Linked DNA regions of Oryctolagus cuniculus: region 1 is linked to region 2. The links are chromatin contacts, called in public Micro-C maps. All regions are on one chromosome and are shown on one strand. The core of a region is the stretch at or near the end of the contact, and the rest is flanking DNA. Distances in the headings are between cores, read along the strand shown.

Region 1 (6,720 bases), core at 1,488-3,987, 66 kb before region 2:
CATTCATGGAGAAAATAGAGACACAGATGCACAAACATGATCAGTTCAAATGCAAAAAGAGAGACAACAGACAACAGGACAGTGTGGATCTGAGGTGTGGGGAAAAGCTCTGAACAGGCGACATTTGCACGAGATCAGAATGATGAGAGGATCTCCTTGGCAAGACAGAGGGACACAGCGAATTTGAGTCCCTGACATAGGAAAAAGCCTGGCCTTCGGGAAGCAGGAGGGGCAGCGTGGTCAGCAATGGGAGGCAGCAGATGAGGACGGGCAGAGGGACTGCAGGGCTCTGTGATCTGTGAGTGGGATCCGAGTGACAGCAAGGAGCAGCCCTTTGCCGCTTTGGGAAGCTGGCTAAGGGAAGTTTTGGGAAGGGATACTATTATGGTAAGTACTTTTTCCATCCATCTCCAATCAATGCACTTCTCCCATTAAATTCAAACATTCACGACGATTTTTTATTTGAAAGGTAGAGATAGACAGACAGGGACTGATCTTCCAACCATTAATTCGCTCCCCAAATGTACACAACAACTGGGGCTGGACCAGGCCAGGCCACTGACAGGAACCAAGAACCAGGAAATCAATCCAGGTCTCCCATGGGGGTGGCAGGGACCCAAACACTTGAGACACCATCAGCTGCCTCCCAGGGTGCACATTTTCCGGAAGCTGGAATCGGGAGTGGAGCTGAGACTAAAGCCAGGCATTCTGTTATGAGATGCACATGCCTCACGTGTGCCTGCCCCTGCAGTCAAACATTCCATCCGAGAGAAACTGGCTCCTCTTTGCAGATGGCAGAAACCCAGAAGGAAGAGCAAAACGCAGGGCTTCCAGTCCTCCTTAATCAGGAGGTGAGTTTATGCCAAACTACTTTCCTTCAAGGTTCCCTGGGTCTCAGGAGACCCCTGCCGGGAACACCCAAACATTCCCCAACTGCAGAGCAGCGATCAACAAGCCCACGGACCAGGAACACGTGGTGCCCGATCCTCCGAGGCCTGGCCATCTATCTCTGTCTGGTTTGGGTAAATGAGCCCTGGAGAATGAGTTTTTAAATGAGGCTAACAAACCGTGTGTGCCAGCACTGCCTGATTACACAGCCTATCAGGATGGTCCCGGGTAGGGCAGCAGCCTCGGTACTGCAGAGGCCAGATAACGGCGAGGGAACAGCACAGGTGGGTGAGTTTGCATACTGAGTGCCACACCTGACATCTAACCCTTGCAGGCAACATACAGATTGGTCTAGTGGCGTGTCCACTTACAGATACAGGTGTGAGACCGTAGAGTTTACCCAAGGGTTCGGACTGCTGATGGTGTGTTACTCTTCTGTGCCTCCAGAGCGAAGTTCTGATCCTGCTTTGCCTTCCCCTGCCATGGCCACCACACACGGTTACCAGCTGCTCCACTGTGATGCTCCTGAGACCTTCTACACTGGCCAAGGGCACACAAATCACTCTCTAGAAGTGGTCAGCCTGCTCTGAGAGCTACTTCCACTCCCAGGTGCCCAGAGCTGCAGACCGAGGCCAGGGAGAGGAGCAGTGTGCTGAAATAGTGTGGCTTTGTCTTACAACTGGCAGAGTAAGTCAGGCTCCTCCACTTCCAGGTGGGCCTCGCCAGAGTCTCTGTCTTAATGGCAGGAACCCAACTGCCCAGTATCAACTCAAGGGGCCAGAGCCTCTCAACAATGCCTAACCAGGGCTCCTAAAGAGACTGAAACAGTTGTTTTTCTCACCAAAATAACTTGAAGTCCATCTTTCCTGGGCTGGCTTTGGGAGGCAATGGGTGAAGCCACTGTGACACTGGCATCCCATATTGGAGTGTCAGTACAAGTGTGCTAGTGCTAGCATACCTGCTACACTTCTGACCAAGGTCCTTGCTAATGTGCCTGGGAAGGCAGAGGAGAATGGCCCAAGTGCTTGGCCCCCAGATGCAGTTCCTGACTCTTGGCTTCAGCCTGGCCCAGCTGTTGCAACCATTTACAGAGTGAACCAAACAGATGGAAGGTATTCTCATCTTTCTCTCCCCCCACCCCTGCCTGCCTCCCTCCCTCTCCCTCCCTCCCTCCCTCCCTCTCTCTCTCTCTCTCCCCCTCCCTCCAACATTCCACTTTTCAAATAAATCAATATTTTTTTTAAGTGTATCTGTCGTGCTTAGCTAAGACCTGGCCACATGAAAGCCTCTCAGGCATCTAGCTTTTTATATTTGGAGGTAGCTATGCTCCAGTGGCTGCTGAATATTGAACACGGAGATTTGTTAAATGTCCACACCAGTGAATACTCAATTACATGCTTCTAGAAAACAGAGATTACGTGTGTTTATCTTATCAGTGTCCATCTGTGGGACATTAAAGAATAACCATGCAGTAATAATAATTTATTAATAATGATGAAAAAGCCCTGCTATCTGTCAAGACCCCCTGCCAAGCATTCTATAGACATTGTCTTGTTCGGTCCTCAGCCCACCTAAGTATTCCCATCATACAGGCAGTAAAACCAAGGCATTACACAAGCTGGGCCACTTGCCCAAGGTTAGACAGCTGGAAACAGTTTGAGGCCAGACAGCAACTCCCACATTCTACCTTCAGAGCCCAAACTCTTAACCACTAACCACGATAACGAAGACACTGTGATGACGATGACGATAGAGGTGACGAGGTGCTGTGGGCAGCAAGGGCAGGTGAGTCACGGAAGACCGAGCTTGCCCTGAGTCAGAGAGAAAATGAAACTGGGAACGGCCTTCTGACGGCTGCCTGCAGCGGCTGCCACTAACCCATGTAAGCAGCTGGCACCTAGCGCAGAAGTAACACTCCATATTCTCTGAACCGCAGGGCTAGAGCCTGAAGATAAACACTGGGACAGGAAAGTAGGTCTTTAATACAAATCACAGGACACCGCAATTCTCTGAGTCCTTACCCAGAAGCTACAACGCGAGTACAATTTAATAAATCAAAGGAGAGTGAGGAAAGCCTTCATACGCTTCCTCTGCGCTAAGATGTGATTTTGCAATAAATTCTGCTCACCGCCGAGCCAAGTCAATCCCTGTGTCCCTAGAGAATGGGGAGAGAATAGAGTCACTAGGATTCCCGGAATGCTTCTACGAGTAACCTTCAGTACCATTATCCTGGCTGTACTGAGAAACCACAGACACGCTTTCTTCTTCTTACCATTGTTAAAGACATAAGCAAATCACTAATGAGACAAAACCGTCTAACTCTCCTCTCACACACAGCTGCATGAGCATGGGGCCACACCCTGCTTGGGATGAGAATGTGCACAAACGAAGGTGTTACCCATACAAGTTCACAGGCAAGCAGATTTACAACTCTGCTCCCCCCGGGACTGTATTGTCTTCACCAAATGCATCTGTGATTCCCCAGGGTCACTTGCCTGGGCTATCTGAACCCGCACCACAGGGCTGCTGGCCTGACCGACCGACAGGGAGACGCACCCGACAGGGCCACAGGGCAGCATCTTGAAGCACTGCACAGTCTGCTTCTACACTTGCATACACAATCACGTCCCAGCTCTCTGTGCATTCACCATTGCTAAAACTTGTCTTTGTTTCTTCCTTCGGTTGGTTTATTAATTGTTTTCCCTGTAAGTGGTGACAGATGTGTAGTACATGCCTGCTTGGGGTTTATGTTCAGTTTTACTATGTGTTGGCTATACATATTTATCAATTAACATCCACAGATTTCCATTTCTTGCTATTTCTAAAAGGGGGACTTCTAAAATGGGGATTTTAACACTCCCTGCCTCTTGCAGTTGTGAAAATTAAGTGGAATAATAATAATGAAATATTTAGCAGAGAATGCAAATTCTGTGGCCTACACAGAGCATTCTATACAGATAAAGTTCTGTATCTTCATCACCACCATACTCTTCTTTCCGTCTCGTCACACCTTTCATTTAAAGAACAAAACGGCCAACCTCTCCTGTTGATGGAAATGAGATAAATGGCTAATGTTGGGGATGCAGTCTGAGGAAGCCAGGACACAGGTCTCACTGGTGCTGTGATACAGCAACTGAAATTCAGGCATGAAGGGAAGGAAGAGGAGACAATCTAAGGTCAACTTTCAGAACAATGGCTTTTTAACAGCAAGCAAAAGTAAAAATAACTGCCCACCGCCAATCAACCACATTTTCATGCGCCATGAACTATACTAAAGTCTGTAAGAATCATTCTATTCCATCTTCAAGCCTTGCAGTACTACCACTGCCTCTGCTTCCTGGAGTCCAGCAAGTTTATTAACAAAGGTTACACTGCTAGCAAGTGATGGAGCTGGGGTTTGAACCAGGTGGAGCTCCCTCGAGCCTGTACTCAACCACAGTTTCATACGACTTCCCCACCCAGTCCTACTTTCCAGAGGAAAAATAGCCTGGCATGTAACAAAGAAACTCAAGACAAGCTAAGTCAAAGAAACTCAAGACAAACTGAGCAGTAATTAAAATGGCAACAATGTAATCATTGTGTAAGAACAAAATTTCCACCCAATTTAAACACAACAGTGATTCTACAAACTTCCAATTAATACATGATATGGCAGTAATTGAAAACCACAACCAGCTTGAGACACTTGAAAACGCCCCAAAAACATCCTTCCTAAAAACTCTGAGCACACAGAGAACTAGCCAGGGCTGCCCAGACCATACGGCAGACTGCACAGCAGAGCGCCACATCGGAACACTGGGCAAACTTGAGGCTAAGTTTAGGAACTGTTAATAACACCCCTGAGAAGTTGCTAGTAAGACTCCCTTGGTCTATGGAACACCAGGCATAAAATCCAATGATGGACATGAATTTCTGGATGGTGAACACCTCTCTTTTCACTGGCGGGCCAGAGGCCACCCTCAGAAAAGCTTTTGAGAAGCACTTTTAGAATCTCACTGGAGTGGGGCTAAAATCCATTTGAGCGGCGGGGAATAGAGGGGGTGTTATCGCCTACCCGGGGGCCACAGTTTAGGAGCCAGGTGGGGGGCTCCTTCTCCATCTCGCATGTGGCTCTCCTCACCAGACTGGGGGTTGACAGTGCTCAAAAGAGAAAGAGGGCTTTCTCCCTCTGCTGCTCCGGGCATCGCATTTGCTGTCTCGGTAAGGCTCTCTCAAAAGTGAAGCTCTGAGCGGCGGACGTGTGGTGCAGCGGGTTAAGCCTCCACTCTGGACACCTACATCCCACATAGGAGTGCCAGTTAGAGTTCCAACTACTCCACACTTCCAATCCAGTTTCCTGCTCATGTGCCTGGGAGGCAAAAACGATGGGCAAGAGGTGGACCCTGCCACCCACACAGGAGACCCAGATGGAATTCCTAGCTCCTAGCTTTGGCCTGCCCTACCCCAGTCTGTTGTGGACAATTGGAGTGAACCGACAGTTGGAAGACACCTCTCTCTCTCTTTCTCTCTCTCTCTCTTTCTATAACTCTGCCTTTCAAACAATTAAAATAAATCTTCAAAAAAGAAAAATGCCTGAAGCTAATAAAAACACATTTGATGGCACTTGCCAACGACCTATTGCTGAACCAATATCAAGACCTTGCTCTTGTGTGACAGAATTACACATAAAGAGGGTTTGGTAACTGGCATACAGTAAGCCTTTATCCACACTAGCTGGATAAACAGTTTTTGAACAGAAGAAATGAGAGGGAAGTTAAAATTTTAAAAATCCTGGCTGGCGCCGTGGCTCAGTAGACTAATCCTCCGCCTGCGGCGCCGGCACATCGAGTTCTAGTCCCGGTCGGGGCGCCGGATTCTGTCCCGGTTGCCCCTCTTCCACGCCAGCTCTCTGCTGTGGCCAGGGAGTACAGTGGAGGATGGCCCAAGTGCTTGAGCCCTGCACCCCATGGGAGACCAGGAGAAGCACCTGGCTCCTGCCTTCGGATCAGCGCGGTGCGCCGGCCACAGCGCGCCAATCACAGCAGCCACTGGAGGGTGAACCAACGGCAAAGGAAGACCTTTCTCTCTGTCTCTCTCCCTCACTGTCCACTCTGCCTGTCAGAAAAAAAAAAAAAAAAAAAAAAAAAAAAAAAAAAAACCATGCTCGAGCTGAGGAGGCCAAGCACTGGCCAGATAGCAGGCATGCCCGGACGGATCATTTACGTCTCTCTTTTCAACATTTGGAAAATGAATCTTTACCTGACACAGGAACAAAAATATACAATTTAGGCCTCATCAAGAGAAAACACAAAACAGATTTATCTAATCTGGCTTATCACAAGGCTATCAAAATCCCTCCCATCACCATTTACTCTCTGGGATCCACTGTGACATGTTAGCTCTACAACCAGCAAGTGACAATAAATGCACAAACAGCTTGTGAGTCCATGGTACCAAGGGCGAGTTCTGAAATGAGAGCTAAGAAATGGATTCCCATCTCTGTGCCATGTCTCCTCTCCTGTACAGCCACCCGCTGCCTCGGGCGTTCTAATGTAAAGCGTCCAGCAAAATGTAACCAAATGACCAGGCTCTTAAAGTCACAGGGCTACCTTTGGACAGCCCTGGAAGCCTTCCTGCTCAGCCACACAGCAGCAGGTCAGTGCCTGCACAACTGCTGGGCAACATGATGTGACAATGAGGATGGAGAGAAAGCACCTTCCTTTTCAATTAGTTTAAGCACTGCCTGCTGCTTTGGGCCTTCCAGGTACAAAGGGCCCAGTGAGGCTGGACAGAAAAAAATGCTACCGCTACTGCTCATTATCATGAACCTTGCTTTCCTGGGGAGCCACACAC
Region 2 (6,322 bases), core at 3,204-5,703:
ACAGAAGCCACAAGGGTGAGTGTGTCGGGGGAATAGAAATAGGCAATGACCTGGTAGGGGCACAGGAGGAATCTCTGGGTTACAGAAACAGTCTCCCTTGATCTGTGACTTACACAGGTAAGTGTGTGCGTGCAGGTGCATGTGTATGCGAAATTCATGAAGCTGCAAACTTAGGATGTTGCATTTCAGTGTGCTCACACTTCAGTAAAAGACCTGCTGCGATCACCCTTCTCATCAGTGATGGAGGCTCACTGGGGATCTGGACTCTGGTCCTATCTACCATCTGCATTTAAACCCCAGACTCACTGCCAGGGTTAAATTTCAGGGTGTGACGTGGAGGTTAAATGGCGGGTGGATGAAACTTTACAAGGTGTCAGGCACAGAGGCAACGCTCCAAAACCACGTTGTTATCACGAGGCGAGTGCGGGGAGCTAGCACAGGGTGCCAACATCGGGGCTGGCGACAGGCAAGTGCGCACGGCCTTCCACCGCAAGGAAAAGACACAACCCACAAGAGCTGCTACTCCACGAGACCCCCAACCCCTCTGCGTTCACACACAGCGCTGCAAATCACACCTCAACCACAAGGCACGACAGGCTGCGGGCACACGCTGGCGGTGACATTGGCACGTTTCCGCTTTCCTGCTGCAGAAGGCATCACACTGGCCCAGCACTCCTCTTTCAAACGGGGGTGTGATAACTGAGGAGCACAGGGGAGGAGTCTTCAGCGAGTTCGGGACGACGTGCCAAAGAGCTTCCTCTACCCCCTGCCCGCCACACCCCTGAGAGAAGGAGCAGACACAGAGCAGACGTCCTGTGTTAGTGCTGGACCTGGCTCAGCCCGAGGACCTCACCAAAGACCTGCGATTCCTCGAGGCTGCACCCGCCTCTCACACTGCAGGAGCCATGCAGGAAACAGGCCTCCACCTGCCACCAGGCAAGCTGCACCCACCACCTTATTTCCTCCGACCCTGCCTCCCTAGGACACCCACAGAAAGCAAGGGGTCAGGTACAACACATCCGGGGTCCTGGGACCACTGACGTCAACCCGCAGCCTTCTCTCGAGCCAGTGCGGCCAGGATCACAACCAGCCCCAACTCCAGGGTTCCTCGACAGCTTTCCTTCTCTAATCTGAGTCCCGAATCTGAGTCAACAACAGTGAGCTCAGTGGTTTGGCAACTCGCCCACTTCCTATTGGACCAGGAAATGCCGCTCCTAACTCCACCCCACTGGAACAAACACACTCGGAATCTAACAGCGCTGCTCTTTCTAAATCAACCTCCAAGATCGAGGGTTCACTCATTCATAAGACCATAAATCTTCAGCTGGCCAGAGTTCGTTCCCCAGCTCCCAGCCACGGCTCTGTGCACTGAAGGGTCAAGTTCCGGGTGCGACAGGCACTGTGGCAGCCACAGAAACACAGGCTGCTCACAGCCTGTGTGTGAAACCTGCCCCACGGCGCTCATACAGGAAGACAGAGGGAAATGAAGGCTTGGAGAAGGGGCCGCATCCACGCCAGAACACTTTCCCGAGTGCCAGCAAGAGGAAGAGGGCCTGTGTTTCTAAAGCACTCCTGGAAAAAGGGATTTCCAACAGTTCCTGAGCAAGGCCAAGGCTTCAGGGATGTGTGGGTCTTGACTGATACACAAGGGGGCCAAAGCGATGCAGAAAAATCCTGGAGTTGGGCAGCCATTCCGTGCCGGTTTATGAAATTACAGATTCAAGTGCCTACAGAGACCATGGAAGGAAGGAACATCAGGGAAACTGAAAAACAGCTTCTTGACAGCCCCAGGGAAAACAGGCTTGGTCTCGTTCTCCTTAAAATATGCACCCCTGGGTGCCTGGGCTGGTGGTGAAGACGCCAGTCAGGACATTCAGCTCCGACGTCTAGCGCCAGGGTCTCAGTCCCAGCTTCCTCCTCAGCTGCCCCTGCCGGCAGCAGGTGACATCATGGGAGAGACCCTGACTGGGTTCAGGTTCCCAACCAGGGCCCAGCCCAGCCCCTGGAGGCATTTGGGGAAGGAACCAGCAAACAAGAGTCAGTCTCTCTCTCTTCTCTCTCTCTCTCTCTCTCTCTCTCCCCCCCTCCTGTCTTCTCTCTCAAATAAATGATAACACTTTTTTAAAAATATGCCACCTTTTGTTTATCCTTTCACACATTTAGTTTTGGATAGAGACACAGGACAAACAAGTGTTTTCCCTTCTAGGGGGAAAAAAAAATAAAACAAGAGTTCAAGTGCAAGGCAAAGAGGCAACTGTCCCCCACCCCTGCCGTGGGGACTGTGGCCAGGTGGAGAGCACCTACAGCAGCTGACGGAGGCACCTGCCGTTCAGCTTGACCAAAAGCTAGCACACAGCAAGGTGCGATGAGCAGGGACAGATCTGTCCAGTTTTACAGTGCTGCCTCGGACACTATCCAGACCACATGAGCCTATGGACCACCAGGTTGCAACTTCTGGTATCTGTGCCCATCTTTCTCTGCTTCTCTCCGCCTGAGCGGCACTTTGGGTCACCACGGCACGTGATAATGTCACATCAGGCACCAGGCCCGAGACACAGAGGCTTCATGCACCTCACAAACTCAGCGGAGCATCCAGGGTTCACCCACACAGGAGGGTCTCCGGCTACTTTCCTATTCCCACCAGCACTCGGACACCCGGCACATCGCCTGGGGCGGGGGAGGGCGAGAGCAGTAACCTATTACCTGGGGACAGGAGCGACTGAATGTGCTCCACTCTCAGCACCCTGAGTAAGGAACCCTGAGGTCCTTGCGCATTACAGATGCAAGTGCAAGGGAGGAAGTCACAAAACGCCATGACACCCTGTGTAGGGGGACAGGTAGGCGAGACGAAGGAAGCGAGAGAGACGCCCAGCGCTGCAAACCGGCAGCCTCCGAAGCATCGCTAAGGTTTCCTGAGTGCTCAGCACGGGCCAAGTGCCGTGCCGTGGGCTTCACCCACGTGACCACAGCAACGGCATGAGGCAGGCACTGGCACTAAGCCTCTGAAAGTGAGAGAACGGAGACTCAGACAATGACTTGTGCTCCAGCACGCTGCTGCTAAGTGCCAGAGCCTGAACCTAACCCAGCTGTGCCCAGCTCTACAGCAAAGCTCAAGCAACTGAACCACAACACGACACTGCCCCCATGTGCACAGCACACGCGCCCTGGGATCCAGGAAGACGAGCTCCTCAGAGGGAGGGGGGAGGCCACCCTACTCAACCCCTAAGAAGTTTCTAGAAGCCACTTCCAATCAGTGGAACAGAAAGGATGTGATCCTAGTGAGCGAAAGAGTCAGACCTCTGAAAGCCTGTAGCCCTGCTCCTCTGGGAGAAAAGGCCTAAAAATAATTAGGACCGTGGGAATAACAACAGTGTAAACTGGAGTAAACAGTATCAATCGTATCAGAAAATCTCTCAGGTTTTTATTTTTAAAAAGACTAAAGTCATAAAACGTCAGGAAGCCAAGACAATGAAATCTTTGGTATATTAAACTGCATGGCCCTAAAGTGTCCACTGTGTGCCCGGCAGAAGCCAGGTACTGGGGACCCAGGAGTCTGCATCCCAGGACACAGCGCACCGGGAGAAGGCAGTACCCCTGCAGAGATGAGCGAGGTTCAAGGAGAACGCACCACGGGTAGGCACCGTTCATAACAAGCTACAAAAACCCGTCCTGTGGTTCTTTGTTCATCTTTACTCTTCTCTCAGGAGGAACAGAACCATACGTAAGTGGAATCTACTGGCTCAGTTGTTTCTTCTCTTCGGATTCACATGACAGCAAAATTTTGGTTTAGATCCTTTTTTTAAAAAACTCTTTTTATATTTAGAAACTGGCAGCGAAACTGACTTAATCAATCAATCCAATTCCAAATTCCATTATGCAAAGAGCAGAAATAGGGTTGCCTCAGCCTCCTACACATCAGGTGCATTAACCACCGCATCCCATTCTTATTTTAGGCAGAATCACACCGCAAACATACCCTCTCATTTAATTACAAAAAAAAAAAAAAAAAAAAACACCTCCATGACACGAGCAGACCGCACCAATCCCAAAGACTCCAAGAACTTCCTGACCGGCGTATTTTACAGGGGGGCACGAAGCACCCCAGAAGGCAGCGCGAACTCCCGCTGCAGTCGTGCAAGGCAGAGCAGCGCTAACGCCCTCCGAGGAAGGAAAAGGCTATTTCCTGCCTGAAATGTCAATGGCACTGAGACCAGCACTCCAACCAGACCAGCAGGAAGGCAAAGTCAAATATTATTTCAAACCAGGGTGAGAAGGGGAGGGAGGGGAAGTTCGAAACCAGGAAAAATGGAGTCATCTGTTGGAAAAGATAACGTGCACAGCCCCGGAGGGAAACGCAGAACCGCTGGGTTCTCAGCACACGCCGGGCACCGGGCAGCGGAATCGCGCCTCTGTTTACTTCACTGCCCTCAGGTGTGCTGTCCCCATAGCAAAGGGCCCGATGCTTTAGTTCACAAAGCCGGGCGGAAGGCACTGCTTAAACAGAGGTAGGATTCACTGAGCATGGTTGCTTCCGCCAGAGAGGCAGCGTGAGTGATCCGTCATGAAGGGGTGGAAGGAAGGAGTTTCTAGACAAAGAGTGAGTCATTCAGAACCCCTGTCCCTTAAGGAGTAACAGCCACAGGGTCACTGCTGCTGCAGAAAAACCTCCTCTCCTAACAGACAACTGAGGAGTTAATTTCCAACTGGACTTTCCAATGGCGGCTAACGCAGATACAAAACTGCCATCTAGAGGCGGGATGCTGCAACAGCATGTTACATAACATGATCGTTTCGGGGAAAGACAAGCAGACACACACACACCAGTGCATGCGTGTACACCACAAACCAGGAGATGGAACAATCCTTCTGAGACCATAAACGATCGGGGAGGCATCAGCGGTTTTATACAAAACATGTATAAATAACCAGTTTCACACACAAAAAGGATGTGAAAATGGGCTCTTTCCTCTAGGAAGCCCTTTGTACAAACTCCACTAATGCCCCTGTGTTCACGTGAGCTCAACGCAGAGGCGACCCGAGAGGTCATGAGCGTACAGGAAGAGGAACTCTGCATAGACAAAAAGCCAGCTTATGGAAACACCCCCCGAAGGCTCAACACAAGAACAACAAAGTCCCCGGTTTTAGGATACAGGGAAAAAAAAAAAAAAAAAGAAAAAAAAGAAACAACCCTTTCGGACCAGGGCTCTGTCAGAGAAAAATTCCACTGCATCCGTCTCCCAAACAACCCTGCAAGGTAGGTAACAAATCCACCCATCTTGCAGACGTCATCAAACCACCTGCCCAGCCCGTTAGGCACAGGACCTAATTTCATAGTATGGCTGCTTTGATTCTTTAACACTAATATGCAGCCTACAACAAAATATATTTAAAAGGAAAGTACTGATGAGAAGCTTCCAATAGACTGTTCAAATCTACCAGCAATCTTTCTAGGCTCATGATTCAGAGTTGAACTAACCTTCCATTTCCCCGAGCTTTCCCCCACATATATGAATGTATGTGGGCCCTTGCTGAAATTCTAGTGTGTGTTTGTTTTTTCTTTAATATTTGTTTTTTCATCTAAAAGGCAGAGTGGCAGAGAAAAAGACATGAGAGGGGAGAGATCTTCCATCCACCAGTTCACTCCCTGAACCAGGGGTCAAGAACGCCATCCTGATCTGCCCACATGAATGGCAGGGAACTAAGTACTTGGACCATCTTCTGTTATCTTAGCAGCCACATAAGTAAGCAGAAAGCTGATCAGAAGAAGAGTAGCCAGGACTCAAGCCAGCACTCTGACAGGGGATTCTGGGGTCTTAAGTAGCAGCTCTACCCACTGCACCATCATGCCAGCCCTGAAATTGAGTGTTAGCAGCACCTAACGTGATTACGTCCCTCGATTCTCTTAGGCAGTAGTCCTCAAGGTCTCAAAGGAAAGAATAAAATAACCTATCTCAAAACTGCACCGCTATATAAAAAAATAAAATTGAACACCTACTGGCACATAATACTGTATTAAAAGTGATATAGGGGGTCAGCACTGTGGTGCAGCAGGTTAATCCCTCCGCCTGTGACACTAGCATTCCATATGGACACCAGTTCTAATCTCAGCTGCTCCTCTTCCAATGCAGCTCTCTGCCATGAACTGGGAAAGCAGCAGCAGATGGCCCAAGTGCTTGGGCCGCTGCACCTGCACGGGAGACCTGGAAGAAGTTCCTGGCTCCTGGTTTCAGGTTGACTCAGCTTTGGCCATTTTGGCCATTTGGGAAGTAAACCAGCAGATGGAAGACCTTTCTTTCTCTCTGCCTCTGACTCTGTAACTGTC

What was found. Hi-C and Micro-C count contacts between places; a contact is called where the count stands out from the background.
Region 1: a Micro-C map of ear pinna shows a contact between it and region 2, with 4 times the contacts expected there. The contact joins two enhancer-like sites. A contact is called at or near these places in 6 of 6 Hi-C or Micro-C datasets (ear pinna, embryonic fibroblasts, liver and 3 more).

What each region holds. Positions count from the first base shown.
Region 1 is chr6:30,469,703-30,476,422 of mOryCun1.1, reverse strand. All of the region lies in intron 11 of ARHGAP26 (Rho GTPase activating protein 26), which reads right to left. Among named protein-coding and RNA genes, the nearest start is that of ARHGAP26, 230 kb to the right of the region's middle. Within about 2 kb of position 2,737, at least 1 of the 8 cell types and tissues checked has an H3K27ac peak or open chromatin away from gene starts, as enhancers often do. A contact at or near this core is called in ear pinna, where this site is marked.
Region 2 is chr6:30,405,557-30,411,878 of mOryCun1.1, reverse strand. All of the region lies in intron 10 of ARHGAP26 (Rho GTPase activating protein 26), which reads right to left. It overlaps LOC127490692 (a long non-coding RNA gene), which reads left to right. Exons shown (of 3, transcript XR_007918987.2): 3 at 1-2,130. Among named protein-coding and RNA genes, the nearest start is that of ARHGAP26, 160 kb to the right of the region's middle. Within about 2 kb of position 4,453, at least 3 of the 8 cell types and tissues checked have an H3K27ac peak or open chromatin away from gene starts, as enhancers often do. A contact at or near this core is called in ear pinna, where this site is marked.